Regions from separate parts of the Mus musculus genome. Here regions 1, 2 and 3 are each linked to region 4. The links are chromatin contacts, called in public HiChIP or PLAC-seq and promoter capture Hi-C maps. All regions are on one chromosome and are shown on one strand. Each heading gives the region's core, a stretch centred on a gene start, on an enhancer-like site or on the middle of the called end of the contact. The rest is flanking DNA. Distances are from core to core; before and after follow the strand shown.

Region 1 (2,700 bases), core at 6-2,505, 160 kb after region 4:
AAACGTAAGGGTTCTTGGAAAGTCAGCTGGATGGTGTTTTGCTGGGGCAAACATGTGAAGGAACATTTAGCTGAAGTGGACACAGGTGAAAGGCTCTGACAGACTCATAAAAGAACATTTGGCTGAAGCAGACACAGGAGAGAGGATGTTCTGCTAAAGCAAGCATGGGAAAGGACACGAGATAAAGGATCCTTCACTAACGACACACATGTATTATTGGTTCGCCTTACATTGCGTAGTTGAGCTGCATTTTTCGGGATTCCATAAAAAGAAACACACCAAAAAGTTTCTGGTAGTGTGCTACAATTTCTTGCTGCTTCTGTGAACTTAGGCTGATTGGCAGAGTGCTGTCAGCTGAGACAAGACACGTGCTGAGGTAAGACAAGTGGAGGACACGTGATGTTTGAAGGGAATATAAAAAAGACTCAGTCGACAGTGACGGAGGCTGAGCTAAGCTTGCTTATAGAACTAACGGCTGAGGCACAGCAGAGAACTTCTCCTGGAGTTCCCGTTGACCTTGGTCCCTCCGGCTGACTAGTACATGCCGCGAACTGCCCTCAGTCGGGCCCCCCCCTCAATTCGAGGGAGTGGTACAGGTGGGCAGGAGTCAGCAAAAAGTGACAAACAAATACGGACACAAGGGAGTGTGCTGTATCTGAATGTAATTTCAAAGTGAGCATCAGTCTTATAATACAGAAGAAAAACCAGAAAGGTAGGTGAATACATCTGCCTAGGTACATTGAGATGCATTATGGTACTTTACACAAAACAAAGAAAATGCATACATAAAAAGCTGGGGGAGGGGGGAGCCAGGCAGTGTTTACAACTGAGATAGGAACAGCCCTTAAGATCAGCTAAACACGCCTTTAATCCCAGCACTTGGGAGGCAGAGGCAGGCGGATTTCTGAGTTTGAGGCCAGCCTGGTCTACAGAGTGAGTTCCAGGACAGCCAGGACTACACAGAGAAACCCTGTCTCGAGGAAAAAAAAAAATCAGCTAAACACAGGAGCCAGGTGATTCGTCTGATGCAATGCTAGTCTACTGTTAAACCCATCACTAGGGGTCCCTTAGTATACGATATTCCTCTGGGCCTAGTGAAAAACATGCACCAGGGGAATTCCGTTCTACTGACCCTTTCATGAATAATACTTCAGTTCCTCCTAAAACCACAACCCACCTTCTTCCTAGGCCATTGTAAATTCCTGTGTATGGGAGTGACTCAGCTATCTATTGTTCTAAGTATTATGTAGACTAGTCCTGAGATTATTAGCTCTATTCTAGTGAATCGTAATGCCTGATTTCTTTCACTGTCTCCCTTACAGTACTAGAAGCAATTCTGAATGTTACTGAATAGGTAACATTCTTACTGAATTCCAAGCCCAGGGTTGGCTCAAGGACTACCTAGGACATTGGAACACTGGTGGAGGCTAATCTAACTTAGCTATATGTCAAAATCAATCCTTAAAGTCACTTATAATAAAACAATACTGAGGGAAAGCACACAGATCCGTTCACCGACTAAGGCAAGGACAGATTTGGAGCGTTCATTTTACAGGATGCCACGGTTCCAGGAGACTAAGTTTCCATGAAATTTTCACCTCAGGACTACGTCCAGGCTTTTGGGCCTGTCATGAGAGTCACTACTGGAGTGGGTGTGGCAGTAAGGAGGCTGAGGCCTGGCCATCTCTGCTGTGTAGTGTCACCACTGCAATTTGTGTTTGCTATCCCAACTTTACCAAACTGAACTGCTGGTGAATCCATGAAATGTTTACGAGTGAATCGAACTGCCACTGCTAACCTGTGAACTAAACTACTCATTTCCTGACAACACAGACAGGAGTTGCTCCAAAGAACCTTTCTAAACAGGACCGCTTTCCCCATATCCTTTTGTTTTCCACTACCTCTGGTGGGTGCTGGGCTATAAGGGAGGTTAAAGTGTTTAAGAACCATCATTAAACGTAGACTTTAAAATGTTACAAACTGCTATGAATATTTATGAATGGAAGTGTTCATAGCAACTTATCACCCAAACTGGAAACAGCCCAGATGTCTTTGGACAGATGAGCTAATAGACTGTTTCATCCACAGTGAATCCCATTCGGAAACAAACAGGAACATGGTTGTTGATTTGAGCAACACATGAAGCGAAAGAAGACAGAAATCAAGACAGCTGATTCTGTGTAGAGAGATGTCCCTTCTTTCTCCAACATGGGAGTTCTCCGCAATCTATGAACATTGTTGAACTCTGATATAAAGGAGTCCCAGAATTGCTTACTCATACCCCATAAGAAACAAATTATCAACTAAAGCACAAAGTTTCCAGATACTTCTTTTGGTAGCTACCCAGTCAGTACACTGTTTCCCAAAGTCACTCGGGTTGGCTTTCTTCTTCTCCACTTTCCTTGATGTCATTCATTTGTCAAAAGTCACACCCTGGCTTACCTCACAATCCAGGTAAGACAGACTTTTTTTTTTCTTCCCTTTATATACAGTGAAACTCACTCTTTGTGGGATACAACACATCCTTTTTGAACATTTGTTTATCTTTGTGCATGTGTGTGTGCATATGCCACAATGTATGGAAGTCAGTAGGTAGCCTTTGGGAATTGATTCTCCACCATTAGGTCCTGGAAAATGAACCTAGATTGGCAGAGTAGGTGGCAAGTTCTTTTACTCATTCTATTTATTACTTTTCTATAA
Region 2 (2,700 bases), core at 160-2,659, 200 kb after region 4:
AAATACAAGAAAATGATAGGTGTGGCTGGTGGTGCATACTTGAGTTACACAGTGAGTTAAAACTATCATGGGCAACTTAGTGAGACCCTGACTCAAAAAGTAAAATGTGGAGCAGGGCAATGGTGGTGCACGCCTTTAATCCCAGCACTTGGGAGGCAGAGGCAGGAGGATTTCTGAGTTAGAGGCTAGTCTGGTCTACAGAGTGCGTTCCAGGACAGCCAGGGCTACATAGAGAAACCCTGCCTCGAAAAAAAAAAAAAAGTGAGCTGAAATATAACTCAGTGGTATATAGAGTGCTTGCCCACCCTAGCATAGTGCCCCAAGAATAAGAAATAGGGATATGTCCTAGAGCAAACAACCTGTCTAAGTTTCTCCTGTATCATACATCCAAGTTGATTACAAACTTTTTTGCCTCCAGAGACATGGTTTCTTTGTGTAGCTCAGGCTGTCCTAGAACTAGCTCTGTACGGCTGGCCTCGAACTCACGGAGATCCTCCATGCTTCTACCTCTTAAGGGCTGCGATTAAAGGTGTCCGCGGGCCTCCGCGGGCCGCCACCGCCGCGCCGCCACCACCACCTCCAGGGGATTTATAAACTTCTTGAATATAATATCGTCAATATAAACGATAAGGGTGACAAAAGCCTGTAATCCCAGCTATGAAGGAGGCTGAGGCAGAAGGAATGCATGTTTAAGGTTTGCCCGAGCTATAGAGAATGCAAAGCTAATTTGGAAGATTTAGTGAAGCCTTGTCTCAAAAGTAAACATAAGGGGCTGGTAGGTAATGCACCCCAGTGAGTGGTATAAGCTGTATCTAGCACATACAAGATTCTAGGTTCAATTCGGAGTACCACAAAACAAAAAGTAGCAAACAGAAAATAGCAAAGAGTCAAATCTAGTTAATTTATCCAAACATCTTTGAATGCTTTTAAATAGCTCAGGCACTCTGAAAGGTACTCTGGGCCACATGGTCGTCCTACAGACAAGAACTCAGCCTTCAAAGGGGCAGTTACTACACAACACTCTAAAGCGGTGACAGGAAGGGAAGGCTAAGGTACTTTGGTGAAACCTGGTGGGCAAACAAAGGTGGCCCATGGAGTTCATAGATTGGGCGACGCAGAGAGAGCCGGTGGAGGCAAAGCCCTGACTCGAACGCAAGTAGCCCGACCGATGGGACAAGGGATCCATGTCTCGGCCTCCGGCCTGGGGGGTCCTGGGCCAGTTACCTCAGAAGGAAAAGTTGAGAGACGGCTGCTCACAGTCACACCAGGTCGTGCAGGAGTAAGGAAGAAGGTCGGCTGAGTCGCAACGTGGAAGCTCCACGCAGGCACTGCTCTGGATAGAAATAAGCCCCAAAGACAAACGGACCTCCCAAAGCCCCGCCCCTTCTGGGCGAGGCTCCTCGGAGACTGCGCACGCGTACCGAACCTGCACGAGCTCGCCCTGGGGCACGTCCGCTGGCCATCCAGCCCTGCGTCAGCAGCGTCGCCGCAGAGTTCTCGGGGAGTCACGGAAAGCACGCGGCTCGCGGTTGATTCACTGCAGTCCAGAGTGAACAGCATGAGGTTCAGCCTCACCGGCCGCCTTCTAGAAGATCAGGAGCCAAAAGGCGCCTTTACCCCCTCCCCCATTGCTGGATGCAGTACTTGAAGTGACGCCCGGGCAGTGTGGGAAGGCCCCGCAGGAGTTCCTTCCTTCCGCCCTCCTTTTCTTTTCTTTTTTTTTTTTTTTTAAAGATTTATTTATTATTATATGTAAGTACACTGTAGCTGTCTTCAGACACACCAGAAGAGGGAGTCAGATCTTGTTACGGATGGTTGTGAGCCACCATGTGGTTGCTGGGATTTGAACTCTGGACCTTCGGAAGAGCAGTCGGGTGCTCTTACCCACTGAGCCATCTCACCAGCCCTTCTTTTCTTTTCTTCTCTTCTCTTCTCTTCTCTTCTCTTCTCTTCTCTTCTCTTCTCTTCTCTTCTCTTCTCTTCTCTTCTCTTCTCTTCTCTTCTCTTCTCTTCTCTTCTCTTCTCTTCTCCTCTCCTCTCCTCTCCTCTCCTCTCCTCTCCTCTCCTCTTCCTTTTCTCCTCTCCTCTCCTCTCCTCTCCTCTCTTCTCTTCCTTTTCTCCTCTCCTCTCCTCTCCTCTCCTCTCCTCTCCTCTCCTCTCCTCTCCTCTCCTCTCCTCTCCTCTCCTCTCCTCTCCTCTCCTCTCTTCTCTTCCTTTTCTCCTCTTCTCTTCTCTTCTCTCTCTCTCTCTCTCTCTCTCTCTCTCTCTCTCTCTCTCTCTCTCTCTCTCTCTCTCTCTCTCTCTCCCCCTCCCTCCCTCCCTCCCTCCCTCCCTTCCTTCCTTTGTTTTTTGAGTCAGGTTCTTGTAGTGTACCTGCGACTGTTCTCGAGCCCTCCCGAATGAAAGTAAAATATTTGTCCTGGCTTTGGTCTCGGCTTTTTACGGCGTTTGGACGGATCGCCTTGCCTTCAGTGGCTCCGGTACCCCGGGAGGGCATTGGATTTTAGATTATTTTTTTTTCTTTAAAAATAAGCTATTTTCTTTTAAAGTTGCCTTTTGCTTGAACTAGAGAGGGAGGAGGTCATGGTCTAGATTTCATACCTGGAAACTGACCTGCCTTACCAGTCACCTGCCGGCTCCAACCAACGCAAAGGAGAGGTGCTGACCCAAAGGGGGAATCTCAGAAAAGATTCCTGGGAC
Region 3 (2,700 bases), core at 14-2,513, 170 kb before region 4:
CCACTGTGTAACCCTGGCTGTCCTGGAACTAATTTTGTAGACGAAGCTGGCCTCAAACTCATAGAGATCCACCTGCTTCTGCCTTCCAAGTGTTGGGAATTAAAGGCATGTGCCACCACCATCTGGATCAGTTGAATTATTTTAATTAAAATTTGTTCTTTTCTGTGTATGGGTGTTTTGCCTGCATCTATTTGTGCACCATAGGCATTCAGTGCTCATGGAGGCCAGAATAGAGCAGTGGACACCAGCTGGGCTGGTGGTACAGCTTGTTAACTAGCTGGTGTGCTTAGCCAGCAAGCTGTCTCTCTCTCCAGGCCCTTGTTGTTTTTCTGCATTTAAAACTAAAAAGATGCTGGGGCAGTGGTGGCACACGCCTTTAATCCCAGTGCTTGGGAGGCAGAGGCAGGCAGATTTCTGAGTTTAAGGCCAGCCTGGTCTATAGAGTGAGTTCCAGGACAGCCAGGGCTATACTGTCTCAAAAAACCAAAAAATAAATACATAAAAAAACAAAAAACCTGAAAAGATACAGACCACATGAAGCTCAAGAAGAAGGATGACCAAAGTGTGGGTGCTTCAGTCCTTCTTAGAAGGAGAACAAAATACTCACGGGAGCAAATATGGAGACAAAGTGTGGAGCAGAGACTGAAGGAAAGGCCATCCAGAGACTGCTCCACCTGGGGATCCATCCCATATACAGTCAATAAATGCTGATACTATTGTGAATGCTAAGAAGTACATGCTGACAGGAGCCTGATATAGCTGTCTCCTGAGAGGCTCTGCCAGTACCTGATATATACGGAGAGGCTGATGCAGCCAACCATTGGACTGAGCGAGCGGTACCCAATAGAGGAGCTAGAGAAAGAACTGAAGGAGTTGAAGGGGTTTGCAACCCCACAGGAAGAACAACAATAGCAACCAACCAGTCCCCCAAGAGCTCTCAGGGACTAATCCATCAACAAAAGAGTACACGTGGCTCCAGCTGCATATATTACAGAGGATGGCCTTGTCATGCATTAGTGGGAGGAGAGGTCCTTTGTGGGGCAGTGGGCTGTGCACAGACAGCCTGGTCTGGTCGAGCAAAGGTCTGGAACCCTGGGGATCTCCACCTACATGGAACAGGTGTTCAATCATGTCTCCTGAACCCCTGGCACCTGTCGAAGTTACCACCCCCACAGCCCCCTGCAGGAGAGGTGTATGACTATCCATCACACAGATAAAGCCCCAAGCTCCTGGCATTCTGTCTAGACTCCACCCCGACAGTTACCTGACTATAGCCAGGTAGTCTCCTCCCCACAGTTACCTCACAACAGCAGGATAGCCCAGCCCACTATAATAGGGGCTGCTTGGCCCCTCCTCCTTTTAAGCTCTCACCTTTCTTACTCTTATCTCTAGCTCTCCTTCTCCCTCTCCCTCCCCTTCCCCTCCACAAGGCCCTCTTTCTACCTTCTCTCTTTATCTTTGCCTTTCTACAATAAAGCTCTAAAACCATAGACTGTCTCTGCTCGTCAAGTCAAAGCCTGCCATGCTTGAACGATGGGATAGGATTTCCCCCAACCACGTCTCTAACCTCCTGCCATAAGGCCTTCCTGCACTCCAGCCACAGACACGACCAAGGATTCTTGCCGGCGTGGGAACCACCCACTGCCCACTCTCTCCCTGACCTCTCCTCCCTTCGCCCCCCCCCTTCCCCCGCGGATGACCAAGCTGACCCTGGGGCCCCCATTTTGTTCTCAGGTCTTCTGCAGTGTCCAGCGGTGTCTGGGATGCCCGAGACTAAGAACTTGTTACCTAAGACTGCCCCTTGTCCACCCCCCACCACTGGCGAGCTGAGATTCCGCGGCTTCCTACAGCCAATCACCTACCTGGGCCGAGTAGGAAGCATGCCGCTGTCTTCCACATCCACCCGCCCAGAGGTGGCAGGATGCGGGTTTTCTCCCACTCCCTTTATTCCCCCACTCCCTCTGCCCTACGGTCCTTGGCCCTATAGAGGTTCGATAGATGCCCCAGTGTAGGGGAAATGAGGGTGGGGAAGTGGGAGTGGATGGGTGGAGGAACACTCTCATTGAAGCAGGGGGAGGGAGGATGGGATAGGGGGTGTCAGGGGTGGGGGTGGGAGTGACCAGGAAAGGGGATAACACTTGAAATGTAAATAAAGAAAATAGCCAGGGGCTGGAGAGATGACTCAGCAGTTAAGAGCACTGACTGCTCTTCCAAAGGTCCTGAGTTCAAATCCCAGCGATCACATGGTGGTTCACAACCATCCTTAAGGAGATCTGACTCCCTCTTCTGGGGTGTCTGAAGACAGCTACAGGGTACTTATATATAATAAGTAAATAAAGCTTAAAAAAAGAAAGAAAGAAAATATCCAATTAAAAAAACTGAAAAGATAAGATGAATATCAGTTAAGATTTAGTGGAACTCTTCCTACACAAGTTCACACATGTCTTTATTATATTCATACATGTCGTTCTGCTATGGAAACCTCCATTCTGTGTGTGTGTGTGGTTGTTGTTGTTGTTGTTTGAAACAGTAGCCCTGGCTGTCCTGGATCTCACTCTGGAGCAGGTTGGCCTCTAACTCACAGAGATCCGCTTGCTTATGCCTCCTGAGTGCTGGGATTCCAGACATGCACCACCACTGCTGGGTTCAACTCATGGTCTTTACTGGGAGCTGTCATGCTTCCTTCCCAGGAGCAAAGGA
Region 4 (2,700 bases), core at 128-2,627:
AATCCTTGGAAGTAAGATCTGTCCTCCAGTGGCAATGGAGGTCACTTTACTGGTTTGCTAAGAGATCAGTCTCCCAGGTCAGAGCCTGCCACGCTCCAGGCTGTGGGAACTAGTCTCAGCCAGCATCCCTGGACTGGGCTATTTAGGGGAAACAGGTGAGGGCAGTTTATTCCTGAGATTTGGCATAGTAATTCTAGAAAAGGAATGAGGAAAAAAAATAGAGAGTTGGCACCCTCAATTCTAGTCAACAGTGCACTTTCTGGCTTAAAAGGAATGCCTGCACCCAGTTTTAAAAACTACGACCCAGGGTATGATGTGAAGATCTGAAGTACAAAGTCTTTGGGGAAGGCCATACTTCCCAGATGTTTTGCTTATTGTGCGCAAGACAAATGGAAGCCCCATGGCAGACTGCAGGGAGCTGAATAAACAGAGTGGGTAGTAACTTAGAAGACACAGGTAAAGCTGCTTGTTATCCAAGCCCTGTTACTTGAGTTCAATCCTCAAAGCCCATGGAAAGAAAACTGACTCCACAAGTTGTCTTCTGACCTCCATGTGTGCACACCTACCCACGGACACACACAAACGCCGTAATTAAAAAGAAAGAGTTGACCTGGGTTCTGCCTCCTATGGCTAATGTGCCTGTGCCCTAACCAATTGTCCTTTATTTTTCTCACTAGTAACTGGGAATAACCAGTACCTTACAGGACAATTGTAAGCCTCTAAGATAAATGAAGCGTATACACACACACACACACACACACACACACACACACACGCGCCCACTGTCCGGACCTACGCTGGAGGTGGTTAGTTTTCTTAGTCGAAAAGACTAAGGTTCAGAGAATACGCTACAGAGACCCCGGAAGAGGGCTGAACAAGCCGGTCAGCACTGGCAAGAGGCTCCAGGCGTCCAATTACAGCTGGTGCAGACCATAAGCTCCACTCCCCTCCTAAACTGACACACAATCATGTGATGGGGAAAGTTCGTGGACCTGCGGTAGGCCGGACCCCACTGAGCCCCAAAAGGGAACTTAGATGGCGGAGGCCCCTGCTCAGGGTGGACAGACGACTTCCGGGACCATCCCGGTCCCCATCACCACGTGACACCCAGGTTATCAGGCCACCAATTCTCCCCGTGCTTGTAGCAAGCGGAAGGACCCATTTAGGCCTAACAGGCTACCGTACCTGAAAGTGTCTTCGATCTCATTGATGGTGGTATCCTTCTCCACTACCAGGAAATTAGGGTGGCGGTTCTTGTTTAGCTCCCCTATGCCGCCCAACAGGAAACCAGTCACCGTGTCCTCGTCTCCAATCACCGCGATTAGCTTACCTCTGCCCGCCATCCTGTCCGCCGGGCAGAGCGCTTCCCAAACACCTGTGATGCCCCGCCCCCGCAGAGACCCCGCCCTTCAGTCATGCGCAGTTCCCCGCCTCCCGGGCATGCGCATTTAGCAGGAACTCCGCTTAATCTGCGTACTCTTGCGCCATAGAGGCCAGAAACACAAACCACAGAACTACGTCTCCCAGAAGGCTGAGCGTCACAGGCCTCTCTCTGGCATTCTGTCCTTAATTTCTTCTCTCTTGGAAGAAATGCCTTTTGAACCTAGTGTTATTAGAGACCGAGACTTTAGGGGACATACTTTTTTTTTCTTTCTTTTCAGTGTACGTTAGTTTGGTTTTGGCTTTTTTGAGACAGATGGTTACCTATCTCAGGCCGGACTTGAACTTGCAGTGTAGAAGAGGATAGATCCTATTGCTTCTACTTTCCGAATGCTGGTATTATAGGCCTGCGCCATTACACAAAACAGAACAGTGTGTGCTTGATTTGTTTGACTTAAAAAAAAAAAACATCTTTTTGTTGTTACATTTGTGATTTCGGAGGCAGGTGTAGTGTGGCAGTGGAGCAGGCCACAAGTTTGTGAGGTCATAATACACCCTATGAGAGTCACCTTGAGGTTCATCTGGTCAACCCAGTGCTTTTTTTTTTTTAAAGATAGGTCTCAGGGCTGGAAGATGGCTAGGTGGTTAAGAGCACTGACTGCTCTACTAGAGGTCCTGAGGTCAATTCCCAGCAACCACATGGTGGCTCACAACCATCTGAAGACAGTGTCAGTGTACCCACATATATGAAATAAATAAATCTTATAAAAAGATTTATCCAAATATTAGGATTAGGCCAAACTACCTACCCCCTTTTTTTGGTTTTATTTGGTAGTTTGTTTTTTGAAACCTGCTATATGTAGCCTTTTCTGGCCTGGAACTCAGAATGTAGACTAGGTTGGCCTTGAACTTGCAGCCAGTGGTCCTACTGCATCATCCTCCTGAATGCTGGGACTACAGAAATGCACCACTATTTCCTGTCCATTTGTTTGTTTCAACTCTTGCCTCAGTCTGGGATTACAGACATAGGCTACCATAACTGTCCAAGAACAGGTATTTCCTAGCTGGAAGGTCAAGGTCTGAATCGGTATGATGTACACATGCATGCTAACTATGACATGGCTAACAATTACTGAATATATATTAAATTACCAAAGAAATAGGCAAATGAATGATGACACTATGTAGTGCTGTAGAAACCAAGCAAGGCCTCATGTTAGTTCCTAAATTTAGATAATTGCATAGAAACAATCCTAGCACTTAGGAGGTTTGAAGCAAGAAGATTGGCACAAGCTCAAGGCCAGCTTGGGATATTGTCTT

What was found. Promoter capture Hi-C pulls out the DNA fragments that hold promoters and counts their contacts. HiChIP or PLAC-seq counts read pairs in DNA pulled down with a chosen protein or histone mark. Capture Hi-C pulls out chosen DNA fragments and counts their contacts.
Region 1: a contact with region 4 is called in an H3K27ac HiChIP or PLAC-seq map of embryonic stem cells, with 7 read pairs. The contact joins the enhancer-like site here to the promoter of Atp6v1f in region 4. A contact is called at or near these places in 3 of 39 promoter capture datasets (HPC-7-derived erythroid cells, embryonic stem cells and maxillary cranial neural crest), 2 of 115 datasets of contacts at active chromatin or transcription factors (embryonic stem cells and pancreatic cancer cells) and 1 of 9 other capture datasets (adipose tissue).
Region 2: a contact with region 4 is called in a promoter capture Hi-C map of adipose tissue. The contact joins the promoter of Hilpda here to the promoter of Atp6v1f in region 4. A contact is called at or near these places in 2 of 39 promoter capture datasets (neural stem cells and pre-B cells), 1 of 484 Hi-C or Micro-C datasets (rod photoreceptor), 2 of 115 datasets of contacts at active chromatin or transcription factors (memory CD8 T cells and pancreatic cancer cells) and 2 of 9 other capture datasets (adipose tissue and liver).
Region 3: a contact with region 4 is called in a promoter capture Hi-C map of embryonic stem cells, with 2.8 times the contacts expected there. The contact joins the enhancer-like site here to the promoter of Atp6v1f in region 4. A contact is called at or near these places in 4 of 39 promoter capture datasets (HPC-7-derived erythroid cells, embryonic stem cells and neutrophils), 3 of 15 datasets of contacts at CTCF or cohesin (the NIH/3T3 cell line, large pre-B cells and pro-B cells), 7 of 484 Hi-C or Micro-C datasets (CD8 T cells, MC3T3-E1-derived osteoblasts, bone marrow-derived macrophages and 4 more), 3 of 115 datasets of contacts at active chromatin or transcription factors (the 230-238 cell line, embryonic stem cells and large pre-B cells) and 1 of 9 other capture datasets (liver).

The regions. Positions count from the first base shown.
Region 1 is chr6:29,307,141-29,309,840 of GRCm38.p6, reverse strand. No RefSeq gene overlaps it. Among named protein-coding and RNA genes, the nearest start is that of Fam71f1, 11 kb to the left of the region's middle. Within about 2 kb of position 1,255, at least 27 of the 459 cell types and tissues checked have an H3K27ac peak or open chromatin away from gene starts, as enhancers often do. A contact at or near this core is called in embryonic stem cells and pancreatic cancer cells, where this site is marked.
Region 2 is chr6:29,271,335-29,274,034 of GRCm38.p6, reverse strand. Hilpda (hypoxia inducible lipid droplet associated) reads right to left here and starts at 1,409. Exons shown (of 2, transcript NM_023516.5): 1 at 1,225-1,409.
Region 3 is chr6:29,638,369-29,641,068 of GRCm38.p6, reverse strand. No RefSeq gene overlaps it. Among named protein-coding and RNA genes, the nearest start is that of Tnpo3, 30 kb to the right of the region's middle. Within about 2 kb of position 1,263, at least 16 of the 459 cell types and tissues checked have an H3K27ac peak or open chromatin away from gene starts, as enhancers often do. A contact at or near this core is called in embryonic stem cells, where this site is marked.
Region 4 is chr6:29,466,460-29,469,159 of GRCm38.p6, reverse strand. Atp6v1f (ATPase, H+ transporting, lysosomal V1 subunit F) reads right to left here and starts at 1,377. Exons shown (of 2, transcript NM_025381.2): 1 at 1,186-1,377. The coding sequence starts at 1,343.